Regions from separate parts of the Rattus norvegicus genome. Here region 2 is linked to region 1. The links are chromatin contacts, called in public Hi-C maps. All regions are on one chromosome and are shown on one strand. Each heading gives the region's core, a stretch centred on a gene start, on an enhancer-like site or on the middle of the called end of the contact. The rest is flanking DNA. Distances are from core to core; before and after follow the strand shown. Region 1 holds the start of Trim67 (tripartite motif-containing 67). Region 2 overlaps Trim67 (tripartite motif-containing 67).

Region 1 (6,683 bases), core at 2,009-4,508:
GTGTGTATATGTATGTGTGTATGCATGTGTCTGTGTGAATTTGTATGTATCTGTGTATGTATGTATGCATGTGTTTGTGTATTTGTATATATGTGTGTATGTGTGTGTGTAAACACTTTCGTGGGAATAAGAAGACAACCTTGTAGAGCTGGATTCCTCTGCCCACCTTTCCCTGGATTCTAAGGCTCAAACTCAGGGAGCTAGGCTCACTCAGCAAGGGCTCCTCTCATTAGCCCCTAAAGTGCACTGTGTGTACCTCTGGTGCCGCTGCATCAGACAGGACCTTTAATAGACAGTGGTGACGATCAGTACTGACTACCGCTCTGTGTGAGAAGCACCAGAGCTGCCTGGAATAGTGCCTCACAGGAAGCCTGTCCTCCACTAGACATAGCTTAGGTCCCAGACTTTCACACAGCTGAGCCAACTTCAGCTACAGAACTGAGTGGTGGGAACTGAGGACAGGCGAGATGCTTTGATGGAAAGCAAGAAAGAAGGTTTGCTTGCTTCTTTACGGCTTGTCATTGTGTTTTGTTTGTTTGTTTGTTTGTTTGTGGAGCCAGGGTCTCACTCTGTGGCCCAGACTGTCTTCTCATTGCAGCTTTCCAAATCCTGAGACTTTTACCTGTATGCTGCTTTCTGTATGCCAAGCTAGGAGTAGTGTCACGGCATGTCTTGCTTGTGCAGAGAGACACATACTTGGCTAGAAGGGCCACCCTGACCAAGCCTAAGCAGGCTGTCTTTGTCTGAAAATGAGAATCATGAACCTTTTAAGAGGTCTAACTTCGGGGCTGGGGATTTAGCTCAGTGGTAGAGCGCTTGCCTAGCAAGCACAAGGCCCTGGGTTCGATCCCCAGCTCCGAAGGAAAAAAAAAAAAAAGAGAGAGGTCTAACATCCAGCTGGTCCCAGGGGCGGGGCTGAGCTGGGTCCAGCAGAAAGGATTTATTTATTTACTTACTTCAGACAGGGTTTCTCTGTTGAGCCCTGGCTCTCCTAGGACTTTTCTACAGACCAGGCTGGTCTCCAACTGCCTCTGATGCCTCTGACCTTTGACTCCTGATGCTTAAAGACCTGCACCACCTGCTTCTTCTTTTTTAATTAACTCTATCACTACACTGTAGCTGTCCTCAGACACACCAGAAGAGATCCCATTTCAGATGGTTATGAGCCACCATGTGGATGCTGGGAATTGAACTCAGGACCTCTGGAAGAGCAGTCAGTGCTCTTAACCGCTGAGCCATCTCTCCAGCCCACCTTCCAACTTCTTGAAGAGCTTTCAGTAACCCAAGCTATGGCTCGCCTAGACCTCGGGTTCAATAGTGACTTTCTGAAGATTTTCTTTTTCAATGTATTGTGGGCAGGACCAGGTAACTGAAGCGCTGCCTTCATCTCCGCCCTGGACACAGCACTGCTTCCTGAAGAACAACGGTGGTGGGGCTCATTTGATGGCTGCGGTTTAGCAGCAGTTAAACGTGGAGCCAGGCTTCCGTAAGCTATTCAGTTGACCTGAGATGCTTAGAAAGTAGTCCACATCACTTACCGTAACAATTTGGCCAGATCACATGTGTGTTGTTACGGTGTTGTCATAGTAGTTTCTGGACTAGGCCGGTGGAAGCAAGCTGCAGGACCCCGGGGAGTCATGTAAAGATATGGGCTTCACTGGGGCGCTTTGCCGTGACTTTCCTGGCGAACTCCCTCCCACCAGAGGTTGTATCCCTTAGGGAACGAGCCAGACCAAGGCAGGTGCCTCATTAATCTCTGGCTTCATTCTCTCCTGCTGACTTTCCAAATGCTGGCAGCGGCTGGGGCCCTGCATTCCTTCAACAGGAGTCTGCGCCACGATTGCTGTTTTTGTTTTCGTCCGGCTGAGTCTTGCTATGAAACACCCAGACTAGCTTGGAAATTACTATGTAGCCCAAGCTGGCCTCTAACTCATAACAATCCTTCTACATCGGCCTCCCAAGTGCTAGAATTACAAGCACGAGCCAGCATGCTGGCTGACACATCCTTTTTAAATCGACAATTTCCTTGTCTGTTCCGAATCGGCGTGGATCGCAGAGGAAGAGAGGGCCGCGTGGCGCGCATTTCGCTCCACGCGCTCTTCCCTCCCCAGCGCGCTCTTCCCGTCCCCGGCCCGACCTTAGCTCCATGCTCAGCACACCCTTCCCTTCTCTGGGCAGCCCGCACTACCCCGGTGCGGAACAGCCGGGCAGACGGCGGGAAGAGCCCGGCAGCCAGGCGCGCGGGCGGCGACGTTGCAGGAAGCTCCCATTCATAAAGCGAACACCTGCTCGCGGCCTCCTGCCTCTCCCCAGCCCCGAGCAGCCCGGGGAGGTTGTATTTGGCAACCTTCACGGTGTCCTCGCCAAGTCCTCGCCGCTCTGGGCCTCATCGTCCACGACTAGCCCGGGTAGAACCGAGGAGACAAAAAAGGCTTGTGGAACGATGCGTAAATGAAACCTCGCCCTTTGGCGCGAGGCTGTCCGACATTTTGTGCCTTGAAAGCTTTTTGCGGGGGAAATAGATTTAGGTAGCGACTGTCGCGCTGTGCTGGGGGGCCTTTTCCAAGCGACTGGCCTTTTAGGGACCGCTGTTTACGCTTTCATGGTGGCGGGAGTGGGCAGGGCAGGAGCTGGCCAGGGATGCTCTGGCAAGCGGGGCGGGGCGCCGGGCTAATTCACCGTGCAGACTCCATCCGAATCGGAGCAGCTCTCCACAATGATCCTCCCCACGAAGCCCTCCGACCCGCCCCTGACTGCCAGCCGCGAGAGGCGAGCCCTCATTCGCTGAGCTGACGCCTGGCTCCCCGCCCCCCGCCCCGTTACTCTCGCTCTGGAAATTACAACTCCTGGGCGCGCGGCGCGGCGCGGCGCGGCGGGCGGGCGCGGGAGGCGGCGGGACCGGGAGGGGATTCCCGAGCCAGCGGGTGTTCACCACCCCCCCACCCCCGCCGCTGCAGCGTGGCGCGGCCAAGGTCAGGGGAACCGCAGGAACCGGAGCCGGCGAGGCGAGCCCGGGACGCTGCTCAATACGGGCCTGTGAGGAGGCAGCTCCGAAAGCAGCGGCCCGAGCAGCAGGACGGCGACGGTCTCCGGGCCGGGGGATGCCGAGGTGGCCGTGGTGGCACAACAGCCTGGCGGGGGATGCGCCTGGGGTGCGGGCGCGGATTCCCTGCCCATCCGCTCGCGGGCGCTGTCCGCCGTCTGGTGGTGCTGAACCAGCCCTGGCCCCGCTGCTCCCGCACTGGCCAAGAGCTGGTTAGGGGCGGGGCGCTCGCAGAAGGAAGACTCGGGGCAGCGGCGCTGCGGAGCCCGGCTCAGTAGCCTTGCTGGCTCACAGCAGCGAGTCACTGGTCCTTCGTAGAGTGGAGGCACGAGGTACCCCTGACGGCGCTGCTGCTGCCTATTCACCACCTGGACAACCTCGGAGGCCACTGCGAGGGCTGCTGGCCACCTTCATACGGCCGCCTCTGGTGAGGGAGCCTCGCCCTCAGGAGGTGAGGACCCCTCCTTTCTCTGGCGGCCAAGCGTCTTAGGGCGGTGGCCTGAGGACAGAGAGGGGGCGTGCCACCCTCGGGTGAAGACAGCATGCCCGTGTAATACCCCCGCCTCCTGACTCAAGAGCGCTGACATCGCCTGCCCAGCTGCGCTTGTCTTCGGAGCTTTGACCATCCTTGGCTGGTCCCGAGCGGCTCTGGCCGCGGGCGCGGCGATGGAGGAGGAGCTGAAGTGCCCAGTGTGCGGATCCCTGTTCCGGGAGCCCATCATCCTGCCCTGTTCTCACAATGTCTGCTTGCCGTGCGCCCGCACCATCGCGGTTCAGACCCCGGACGGCGAGCAGCACCTGCCCCCGCCGCTCCTTCTTTCGCGGGGTGCCGCCGCCGCCGCCGCCGCGCCCCCTCCGGATCAGGATGCAGCGGCCGGCGCGACCTGCGGAGGCGCCGGAGCTAGTACAGCCGGAGGCCTGGGCGGCGGGGCGGCCGGTGGCGGAGACCACGCGGACAAGCTGAGCTTGTATAGCGAGACTGACAGCGGCTATGGCTCCTACACCCCCAGCCTCAAGTCCCCCAATGGAGTCCGCGTGCTGCCCATGGTGCCTGCGCCTCCGGGTTCATCTGCCGCCGCGGCCCGAGGCGCCGCCTGCTCCTCGCTCTGCTCGTCCTCCAGCTCCATCACCTGCCCGCAGTGCCACCGCAGCGCCTCCCTGGATCACCGCGGCCTGCGAGGCTTCCAGCGCAACCGGCTACTGGAGGGCATCGTGCAGCGGTACCAGCAGGGCCGTGGGGTTGCTGCGGGGGCATCTGCAGCCCCGGCGGTGGCCATCTGCCAGCTGTGCGACCGCACCCCACCGGAGCCGGCAGCCACTCTCTGCGAGCAATGCGACGTGCTCTATTGCGCCACCTGCCAGCTCAAGTGCCACCCGTCCCGGGGCCCCTTCGCTAAGCATCGGCTAGTTCAGCCGCCGCCGCCGCCCGCACCCCCAGAGGCTACCTCTGCTTCAGTCGGTACTTCCACCGCCTCCAGCGCAGGAGGATGCAGGAGCCCAGGGGGTGCCGGGGCCCCCGTGCCTCGAAAGTTCCCCACGTGCCCGGAGCACGAGATGGAGAACTACAGCATGTACTGCGTGAGCTGTCGGAGCCCGGTGTGCTACATGTGCCTAGAGGAAGGCAGGCATGGCAAGCACGAGGTGAAGCCGCTGGGGGCAACGTGGAAACAGCACAAGGTAAGCGTTGGCTGTGTGGGGATGCCAGCCAGGGTGGAAGTTCAGAGATTCTCCAGACCCTTTCTTGGGGAATTGCTGGAAGGTGGGCCTGAAGGCAAAACAGTAATCACTCCATCCGTCCGTCCGTCCATCCGTCCATCCGTCCATGCATGCATGCATGCGTACATACATACATACATACCATCCACCCACGTGGTCATCTCTCCATCCATCTATTCATGCATCCATCTATCCATACATTGGACTACATATCCACCCATGCTTCCATCCAACCCTTCATGCATCTATGCATATCATCAGTACGTTTCTGGACCTATATGTTCATACATGCGTGCATTCGCCCAAGGATCCCAGCAGTCGCTGTCTGACCAAAGCTCAGTCGACCATGTACCCTGCACTGAGTATTGGCTTGGTGGGTTATGAAAAGGACTTGTTGAGTTTCCTTTCTGAGGCAAAAGGTTGCCAAAGCACAGAAGCAGGGCTCTCGCCCAGATTCTAAGGTACACTGTCAGAGCTTCCTTCCCCCCTTGTAAGGGAGAGATGGGTTTTAAAGTGAGACTGTTAGCAGCTGGCCATAGGAACCCTTCTGAAGGTTCCTCCTTGAATCTGTGGCCTAGGCAGAGAGGCAGCACCCCAGCTCAAGGTCCCTGGAGCCTTGTACTTCTTCCTCCACAGCCTTCATCAGCTTCACCTCACGGAACAGAAAAGCTTTTTCCTTCTCAGCTTCCAGAGAAGAAATGTCTCTTCCTTCACTTAGTTTCCAGCTAGCTCTATGCCCAGAATTCCTCTAAGACTTGTAGAGAAGAGGCAGTGTCTCTTGGGCTGTGGAAGAGAGTTGAAGTGAGGGGGAAGGTGTCCTTCCAGGAAAGGAGTGTGGTTTCCCCCAGAGTCCTTCTCTTGCCTGAGGCTCTGCCACTGTAGCTGTGGAGGAGCAGAAGACCACGTTTTTACTAAAAGACCAAGCGCATTAGCCTACAGCCTCCCCGCTGGGGACTGGCTAGGATCAGTACTACTCTTCGAAACTTAGACCTGGTACTTTGCTCTCTTCTTTTCCTAAAGCCGTGACAGTCCGCCTGGGCCCTTCGCCGGCCCTCAAGGCAAGGTCAGGGCAGCTCCTCGCCTGACATTCTATCCAGTGTCTTTGTGTGACCGGCCTAAGTGCCTCCTTAGACACAGAACAGGTTACAGTCACACGTTCACGGTGCATTTCACACTCCCCTCCTTCAGAAACCCGCCCTGGAAGGTGTAAGAGGTGCCCAGACTGTCCGCCAAGAATTGTTGCCTATAGTCACACAGAGTAGAGCCACGGGAAAATAAGGCAGCTTGCTGAGGTAACTCGTACAAACTGCAAACAGCCCAGAGTAGCCAGATAGAGATGTGGCTTATCTGTGTGGAAGACAGGATTACTGTATGTTCTTACATCTGCTACAATAAACATACGCCACTATGAGAATTCGATATTTAGAGGAGGTTGGGTTTTTTGGTTTCTGGTTTTGTTTTTTTAAGATCCTCTCCTACTTACTACGTGGTGCGGGCTGGCATCGAACCCACAACCACCTTCCTTCTCAGCCTCTTAAGGGCTGGGGTTACAGATGTAAGCCGTAGGATACAGCGATACTTTTAAATGAAAACTATAGGGGGGAAAGTAAATAGAGAACCCATTAGAAAACTACGTTGGGGAGGAAATCTCATTGAATGCCTCAGAGCAGGGGTTCTCAGTAGGGGTAATGTGTACTTTCACCCCAGCTCCCCCTGGCACTCTGAAAGGTCTGGAGATTTGGCGGGCAACACTAGTGACCCTGCAGTACAATTGAGACCCTGCAGTACCCCCTGCAGAGAAGCCCTGCTCTAGGGTCCCACAGCCTTGCTTCCCCAGCTCAGCCCTGCAAGTTACTAGCTGTGTGTGCATGCTCGCTTAAGCTGTCTTAACTGTGAACCGGGTGTAGGTAACACCCAGCTTGGA
Region 2 (7,222 bases), core at 2,565-5,064, 39 kb after region 1:
GTGTGTGTCTGTGTCTGTGTGGGTCTGTGTGTGTCTGTGTGTGTATGTCTGTCTGTGTGCCTGTGTGTGTATGTGTGTGTGTCTATGTGTGTATGTCTGTGTGTCTGTGTGTGTCTGTGTGTATGTATGTCTGTGTGCCTGCCTGTGTGTGTGTGTGTCTGTGTGTATGTATGTCTGTGTGTGTGTCTGTGTGCCTGTGTGTGTGTCTGTGCGTGTCTCTGTGTGTATGTATGTCTGTGTGTGTGTGTCTGTGTGCCTGTGTGTGTGTGTCTGTGTGTATGTATGTCTGTGTGTGTGTCTGTGTGCCTGTGTGTGTGTGTGTCTGTGCGTGTCTGTGTGTGTATGTATGTCTGTGTGTGTGTCTGTGTGCCTGTGTGTGTGTGTCTGTGCATGTCTCTGTGTGTGTGTGTCTCTCTCTGTGTGTCTGTGTGTGTATGTCTGTGTATGTATGTGTCCCTGTGTGTGTGTGTCTATGTGTGTATGTGTGTGTCTCTCTCTCTGTCTCTGTCTCTGTCTCTCTCTTTGTGTGTGTGTATGTGTGTGTGTGTGTGTGTGTGAGAGAGAGAGAGAGAGAGAGAGAGAGAGAGAGAGAGAGAGAGAGGAGAGAGAGGTCACTTGGAGCAAGCGTACTCCATGGGGACTCCAGGAAGGAGCAGGGGCCCAGTGCCCCAGGGGGACGGATGGCACAGGAGCTCTTGACACAGGCCAGATTGGGGCATCCTTTGCTTCTAACAGATTCCTTCTGTCCCTGGAGCTATCAAGGGACCTTCCACGTATCTACTGCCTTGCAACTGGTTTTACAGCAGTCCAGCGTTGGTTGCTTGAAGCGGGGAGTGAGGATCACAGTGTGAGTTGGAGGAGACATAGCAGGTGCAGAGCCTCTTTGCCACAGTCTCCCAGGCTGTAGCCAAGCAGGGAACCCAGCGGCTCACACTTAGCTCCCCTTCTGAGGCAGGAAGCACAAGGTTCCATGGGCCTTAGCAATGTGGGGAGGACAGATGAGTGATAAAAGTCATAGCACGTGGTCGAGGTGCTGCCTCGGTGCTCCGTGCTAATGGGCAGCCTCTCCTGCCCCCTGTTCCCTCCCCTCTATCTCCCGCCTCCCTCCCCTGTGTTAGGGACGGGACCCAGAGTCTTGTGCATACTGAGCAAGCGCTCTGCCACCGAGCCAACCCCTGCTGGTCTCATCTTTTCCAGGTCACCCTGCACACAGGACTGGAGGTGCCAACAAACCTAGGACGGCCAAAGCTGTCAGGCAACTAGCCTGGTGGCTCCCGCTGCCTAGCTGGCCGCGATGGAGGGCCTCGAGGAGGACCAGGACACAGCACAAAGTCCTGGGTACCAGCAGCCAGCGGACATCTGAAGATGCTTTTCGGCGGGGGATTGAGAATGAATGCAATACAAGCCACACGACCATACTGTGATCCACTATGTCAGGAGTGGCTTTTCACCTCCATGCCACAGGGCTATGGTCCCCAGGGTGCCCTCAAGACAGTGCTCCGGACAGACACCTTTTGTTTCCAGCTAATGTTTTCTGACGTCTCTTTGAAACTTTGATTTCCTCTTAAATTTTTTTCTTTTTTCTTTTTTCTTCTGGAGGGAGAGAGGGAGACAGACTCTGAGACTTGTATATCCCAGGATGCATCTGCGCTGTGATGTCACTTCCATGCCTGCGTGCAACCCGTTGCTGGGACTCTGCTCCTTCTGGAGTCCCAGGCTTGTCATCTCTGTGGGAAGGAACTGACCTTGAGCTTCTGGGATATGCAGTTTTCAATTCACTGCAAACCAATTCAGAGGGGACATTAATCACTAATGAGCTGCTAGGACCCTTCAGAAAGGCTTCCTTAGGGTCTGTAACATTATCCATGTTCTGTCGATCTCCCTCTCCCTCCCCCACACACACAGAAACACACACACACACACACACACACACACACACACACACACACTCACATACACTGTCTCTCTCAAACACAAACACACACAATCTATTACATTTTATTCATTCAGTTCTTAGTTACGAATAGAAACCCTGGAATCCAAGACAGTGATACATCTTTGCACAGGTGGCTTTTTCTAGTACCTGCTTCCACAAAAATTGTCAGACATATATCGGCACTGCCTTCCTGGGCTGGGGCCTGAGCACGGATGCAGCAGACCCTGGGAAGACCTCACATCGAAATAAGCCCTTAGGGCTTCACCCAGTGCCCTCTTTGAAGCATCATGAACTTGAGAAGCGACCCTGGTGGCAACAGGGCTGGCTCTGTTACTATGAGACAGATGAGCCCCCAGAGAAGAGCTGAAACTCGATGGCCACACCCTACAGCCTCTCTTTCCACTCAAGCCAGGGTTCCCCCGGACGCAGCTGAGTCTTCCTTCTTCCAAGGAGCACTGCCCTTGCTGGGGAGCTCCACTCGGAATCATCCTGCCTTGGGGCCCTGTGTGCTCACTTCCTGTCTCCCGCAGTCTCCAGAGCTCACTTCCTGTCAGTCTCCAGCTCTGCCTGGCAGCAGCCTTGCTCTCTCCCTTGGAAAGAAGTCAACTCATCCGGCGTTTCACCGTACACAGGGAAATGACTTGCCTGTCAGACGTACCTGCGCACCGACCCCAACTGTGCTTCCTAAGTACCCACCACTGGGCTGCACAGACCCACCAGTCCTACCTCAGAATTCTTCCTCGTGGCCCCAGTTTCCTCAAACACTCCGATGTCACCAGGAGCAGTTCGGCACTGCACAGCCTCCACACTGGACCCTGAGGCCATCTTCACTGCACAGGGCTTGGCCTTGGCTTCTCTGGACTCCCATCCTGCTAAGTAATCTCTGGGTCACGACTCCATGTAGAGCCCTCAGGGCAGCCACAGGACCCCAGCCGGCCACAGCCTCAGTTGCTCAACACCTCTTTGTCCCTTTCCTACAGCTCTGGCCGCAGCCACAGCTCTGAAAGGGAGAGACAGGTATTTCAAAGGGAAGAACATGGAGGAGCCCCTGCCTTCCTGGACCCAGGAAGCCACGTACGGCCGTGGTCAGGGCTGGTGGTGGTAATCCAGGCATTTGGCTGTCTTGTGGGAGAGAGAAACCAGAAACCTTGGAGTAAGAATGGGGCAGGAAGGCCGGCCACGGGGGATCCTTAGTCTCAAAGCCTGGGCCAATCATCTGCCTGGTGATCTGTACCTGTGGATGGCTTTGGGGAGATGAGAAAGTGGCCATAATCCCAGGTGACTTTTTTTGTTTTTTTTTTTTGTTTTTGTTTTGTTTTTTTTTTTTTTTTTTGGTGCTGGAGAACCCAACCCACGGCCTTGGCCTTGCACATGCCAGGAAAGTGCTCTACCACTGAGCCCCCTAGCTCTTCAGGAGGCCACTTTCCTCCTCCTCCCCCTTTCCTCTCTTCTTCCTCCTCCTCCTCTTTTTTCTTCTTATTGTTTTGTTTGAGACATGGTCTCACACTGTAGCCCAGGTTGGCCTGGAATTCACTATACAGCTTAGGCTAGCCTTGAACTCACAGCAATCCTCCTGCCTCAGCCTCTTGAGTACTGGGATTACAGAGGTGAGCACCACACCCGACTCAGGTGACCTCTTTAAGGAGGTTCCCTGGAGTTGAGCAAGGCAGAGCCAGCCCCCGCCCCCCACAGCAGTATAAGTGGGTGGGGCTAGTTGTCTCCCTTTGCTCACTAGAGCCCAGAAGCAATACGCTGGTGCCAGGGACAGCCCAGGCAGCCCTGCACAGCCACCTCTCCCCTGCCTTCTGTACCGGGCGCCTTTCAGGGACAAGAATGCGCGGAGAAGAGTAGGGAGGGGCGGGGCCTCACGCTCAGGGCTTGAGAGGGGCGGGGCCTCACGCTCAGGGCTTGAGGCAATCTGGAAAGAGGCAAAGCCCTGGCAGAGGGCAGAGGGATCGCGGAGTTCTATCACATGGAGTCCTTAGCAGCTGGCACTGAGGTGCCACAGCTGTGTATACATGACGTTGGTGTAAGGCCTTCCTTCGTGAGCCACTGAGAAGGACCTCGGGTTAAGTGTCAAATGTCTGCGAGAACGGCTCTGAAGCCTATTCGCTGGGTGGGTCCGTGAATGCCAATCCCTTTTGAATGAATGTCCTTGACAAGCACCCACTGGTACCCACCCCTACACACAGCACCTCTCCCCTCACAGCAGGACAGCAGCGCCCACAGAGCTGGCTTTTCCTCCTCTGCCCTGTCTGGGAACACAGACCCAGCCTTAGTCACACTGTGCGTGGTCCAGGCTGTACCTTCAGATCTTTATGTGCTCTGTGGTTCCAAAATGTCCTTAGCTGCCCTGTAGCTCAAAGGAATCCAGAGCCAGGAAGCATTATGCTGATAGCAGGGTGAGCCCCGAGACAGACACGGGCAAGCTCTGTGAGAGATGGGTGCGCATGTGTGGGGCACCCTCTACTGAGCTCTTTCCTTTGTTTAAGGTGAAGTAACCCATCTCAGGTCAGGACCCACATACAGTGACCTTGTGCATGCATCATGCATGGGCAGCATGTCAGCCTTCATTCTGTGAGTGAAAGGCTTGCTCTTTGAGTCTCTACATGACTCAGTGCAGGTGGTCCCGGTTTGCCTCTCACGTGGCTATTACCAGTCCCCCTGTTGTGGAGGTGAAGGGGGTGGATGAAGTCACTTGGGGATCTCAAAGAACACCATCCCAGGGCTGTGGGAGTGGCGCCTGGGTGCTGGAGAGCTTAGCACCCGGGTCTCTATTCTCCAGATACCAGGAGCACCCCCAGTTAGTGTGACAGCCCCAAATACCCAAAGGCATCCAGATACCCCCTCAGAGCTGACCTGGATCTGGGCCATGCCGATTCGTTGAATGTTGACATTCATAGTGCTGGCCGGTACCCCTTCCTGTGTCACATAGGTCTGTCCCAAAGCCATCGTTAACCCAACCTAAGAATTCTTCACAGGTCTTCAGTGAGGAACGAAGGGCTCACATTTCCGCCAACTCCCACCTCCATTCTTGCAAAGAAAAACTCCCCTTTCTTGGCCACTGTTTACCGGCAGGAGGAACAGGGACATCTTAATGGGTTTGGGGCCCTCAAGGGGTTAAAGAATTCCTATGTATATTGTTAAAAGGCTTTCAAAGTCCATACTAGTCCTGGGAACTCTGGTACCCCAGGAAAAGCAGGTCGTCACTGGCAGCCCATCTGGTATGGGCTCCTGGCTGAAGGGGGGTCCTTGAGAGCTGAGGGAAAAGGGAGGGACCAGAGTCTCCCTCACCGCTTACCTTTGAAGCTGGCTTAGGTGTTGGCTCACAGCATGCATGGGATGAGCCTCCCAACTCTTCCGTGCCTCATTGTCCCTTCCTGCAGCAGGACTGGTCACACCAACCTACCTCCTCTCCGAATTGTGTGGATCACGAAAGAGACTCAACAATCAGGTCCAGGCTAAACGGCTCATTCAGTGGATCTAATCTGGGTGATTGTTACTGCGTCCTCTAACCACAATATCTTCACCCAAGCTTCACGTGACCACAGCAAGCACATTCCATTAGTGGAGGCGAGCCTGGGTTAGTATAATGTGTCAGGGGCTGGAGAGATGGCTCAGCCGTTAAAGGCTAGGCCCCCAACCAAAAATATAAGTATAATGTGTCAGGGCCTCGAACTGGCCAAACCTGTCAGCAGCCTCCTCCTGTGTACTAAAGGCATCTGCATGTGGTATGCCCTAAGCCAAGACAGACAGACAGACAGACAGACATACATACATACATATATATATATATATATATATATATATATATATATATATATATGCCTTTTGCCTTCTGTTCCTTCAGTTCCAGTCTTTAGGAACTCCCCCCCCCCCGCCCCCCTGCCCCTTGGCATTTGACTTTTGTTTATGGCTTCGGAAGTCTCCTGAGACTGTTATGGCATACAGCTGAACTAGGACCTGGAGGGGATGACTGGCCACAAGTTAATTTTAGACAACTGACTGCTGCCAGCGTTTCCTGGCAAAAGCTAAGAAGGGTGGGAGCCCAACTTTTTCTCCCCCCCCCCCAACAGGGCTGAACTCAGTGGGAGGAGCTGGGACCCGACTCTAAGTGACATGTTTCCCTCGAGTGGCCAGTTGTCAACTCAGCTCTGGGAAGGTGGCAGAGTTGGAGGGCTAGAGGGGGTCCCTGGGCACCAATGGGCACAGCTGTTCGAGGAGGCTACACAGGCCCTGAGACAGAGGCTGAAGGTACTTGAGTGGCCTTTCCAACTCCAAGCCACAGGAGACTGGACTTCCCAAGCACCCCACTTTCTCAGCACCAGCAGAGAGTGGGGTGCAGACACAACAGAAAACGTGAATGCATGATATAGAATCGCCACCATTGCACTGCACGGCGCACTGAGCATGAACGGTGTTTGTATAATGTTGGCGAAGGAATTTAACAGAAACAGAAAGCTATGTACCGTTGTTCCTCCCGTTTCCCCGCCTTTCCTTGCCTCCCCTTCCCACTCTCCCTACCGAACCCATTCTGTCCCCGCCCCCAGTGGTTGGTATTTGGTGGCAGCTCTTGGTCCTGTGACTGTTTATGTCTCACTGAAAACACGGAGGGGTGGGCAGCGGTAAGGGAAGTAATTTTTTTCTAATTTTTGTATAGCTCTCCACAAGCGTTTGTATTTTTTGAATTGCAAACACTGTGTTTTCTGGTCCTTGGGGGTTGGTTGATCTTCCTGTATTACTTTTTGGAAAACTTGAGTTTTACCACATTCTTAAACAGATTTGAAATAAATTCTTTTGACACCGCCAACAACTGCAGGACAGGTGTGCTCTGTGGTCACCGGTGAGGGCCACTTCTGAGCTTCCACAGTGGTCACCAGTGAGGACCTCTTCTGGGCTTCCACAGACTGGCCCTGGCTGACAATGATCTGCTCCTAAATCTCAAAGTAAAGATGCGGTTTCAAATTACAAAGCACCATTTTCCACGGGGGAATTATAGTTCCATTTAAAAATGTATGTGTGTGTGTGTGTGTGTGTGTGTGTGTGTGTGTGCGCGCGCGAGTGCGCACGCGCATCTGTGTGGAGATTGTAGATCACAAGTGTTCTTCTGATGCTGTCTTCTTTTTTGAGACAGGTTTTTAATTTTTTTTTTCTTCCAAGACAGGGTTTCTCTGTGTAGCCTGGGCTGTCCCAGCGCTTGCTCTGTAGACTAGGCTGGCCTTGAGCTCACAGAGATCTGCCTGCCTCTGCCTCCCAAGAGCTGGGATCAAGGGCATGCACCACCAC

What was found. A called contact is a pair of places that touch in the nucleus more often than the background predicts.
Region 2: a Hi-C map of kidney shows a contact between it and region 1, with 3 times the contacts expected there. The contact joins the enhancer-like site here to the promoter of Trim67 in region 1. A contact is called at or near these places in 4 of 12 Hi-C or Micro-C datasets (Schwann cells, kidney and liver).

The regions. Positions count from the first base shown.
Region 1 is chr19:69,658,519-69,665,201 of GRCr8, forward strand. Trim67 (tripartite motif-containing 67) reads left to right here and starts at 3,259. Exons shown (of 10, transcript NM_001135715.1): 1 at 3,259-4,720. The coding sequence starts at 3,710. It overlaps Trnaa-agc43 (transfer RNA alanine (anticodon AGC) 43), which reads left to right and starts at 782; the gene lies at 782-862.
Region 2 is chr19:69,696,542-69,703,763 of GRCr8, forward strand. It overlaps Trim67 (tripartite motif-containing 67), which reads left to right. Exons shown (of 10, transcript NM_001135715.1): 10 at 1,198-1,263. The coding sequence ends at 1,263. Among named protein-coding and RNA genes, the nearest start is that of C19h1orf131, 19 kb to the right of the region's middle. Within about 2 kb of position 3,815, at least 20 of the 93 cell types and tissues checked have an H3K27ac peak or open chromatin away from gene starts, as enhancers often do. A contact at or near this core is called in kidney and liver, where this site is marked.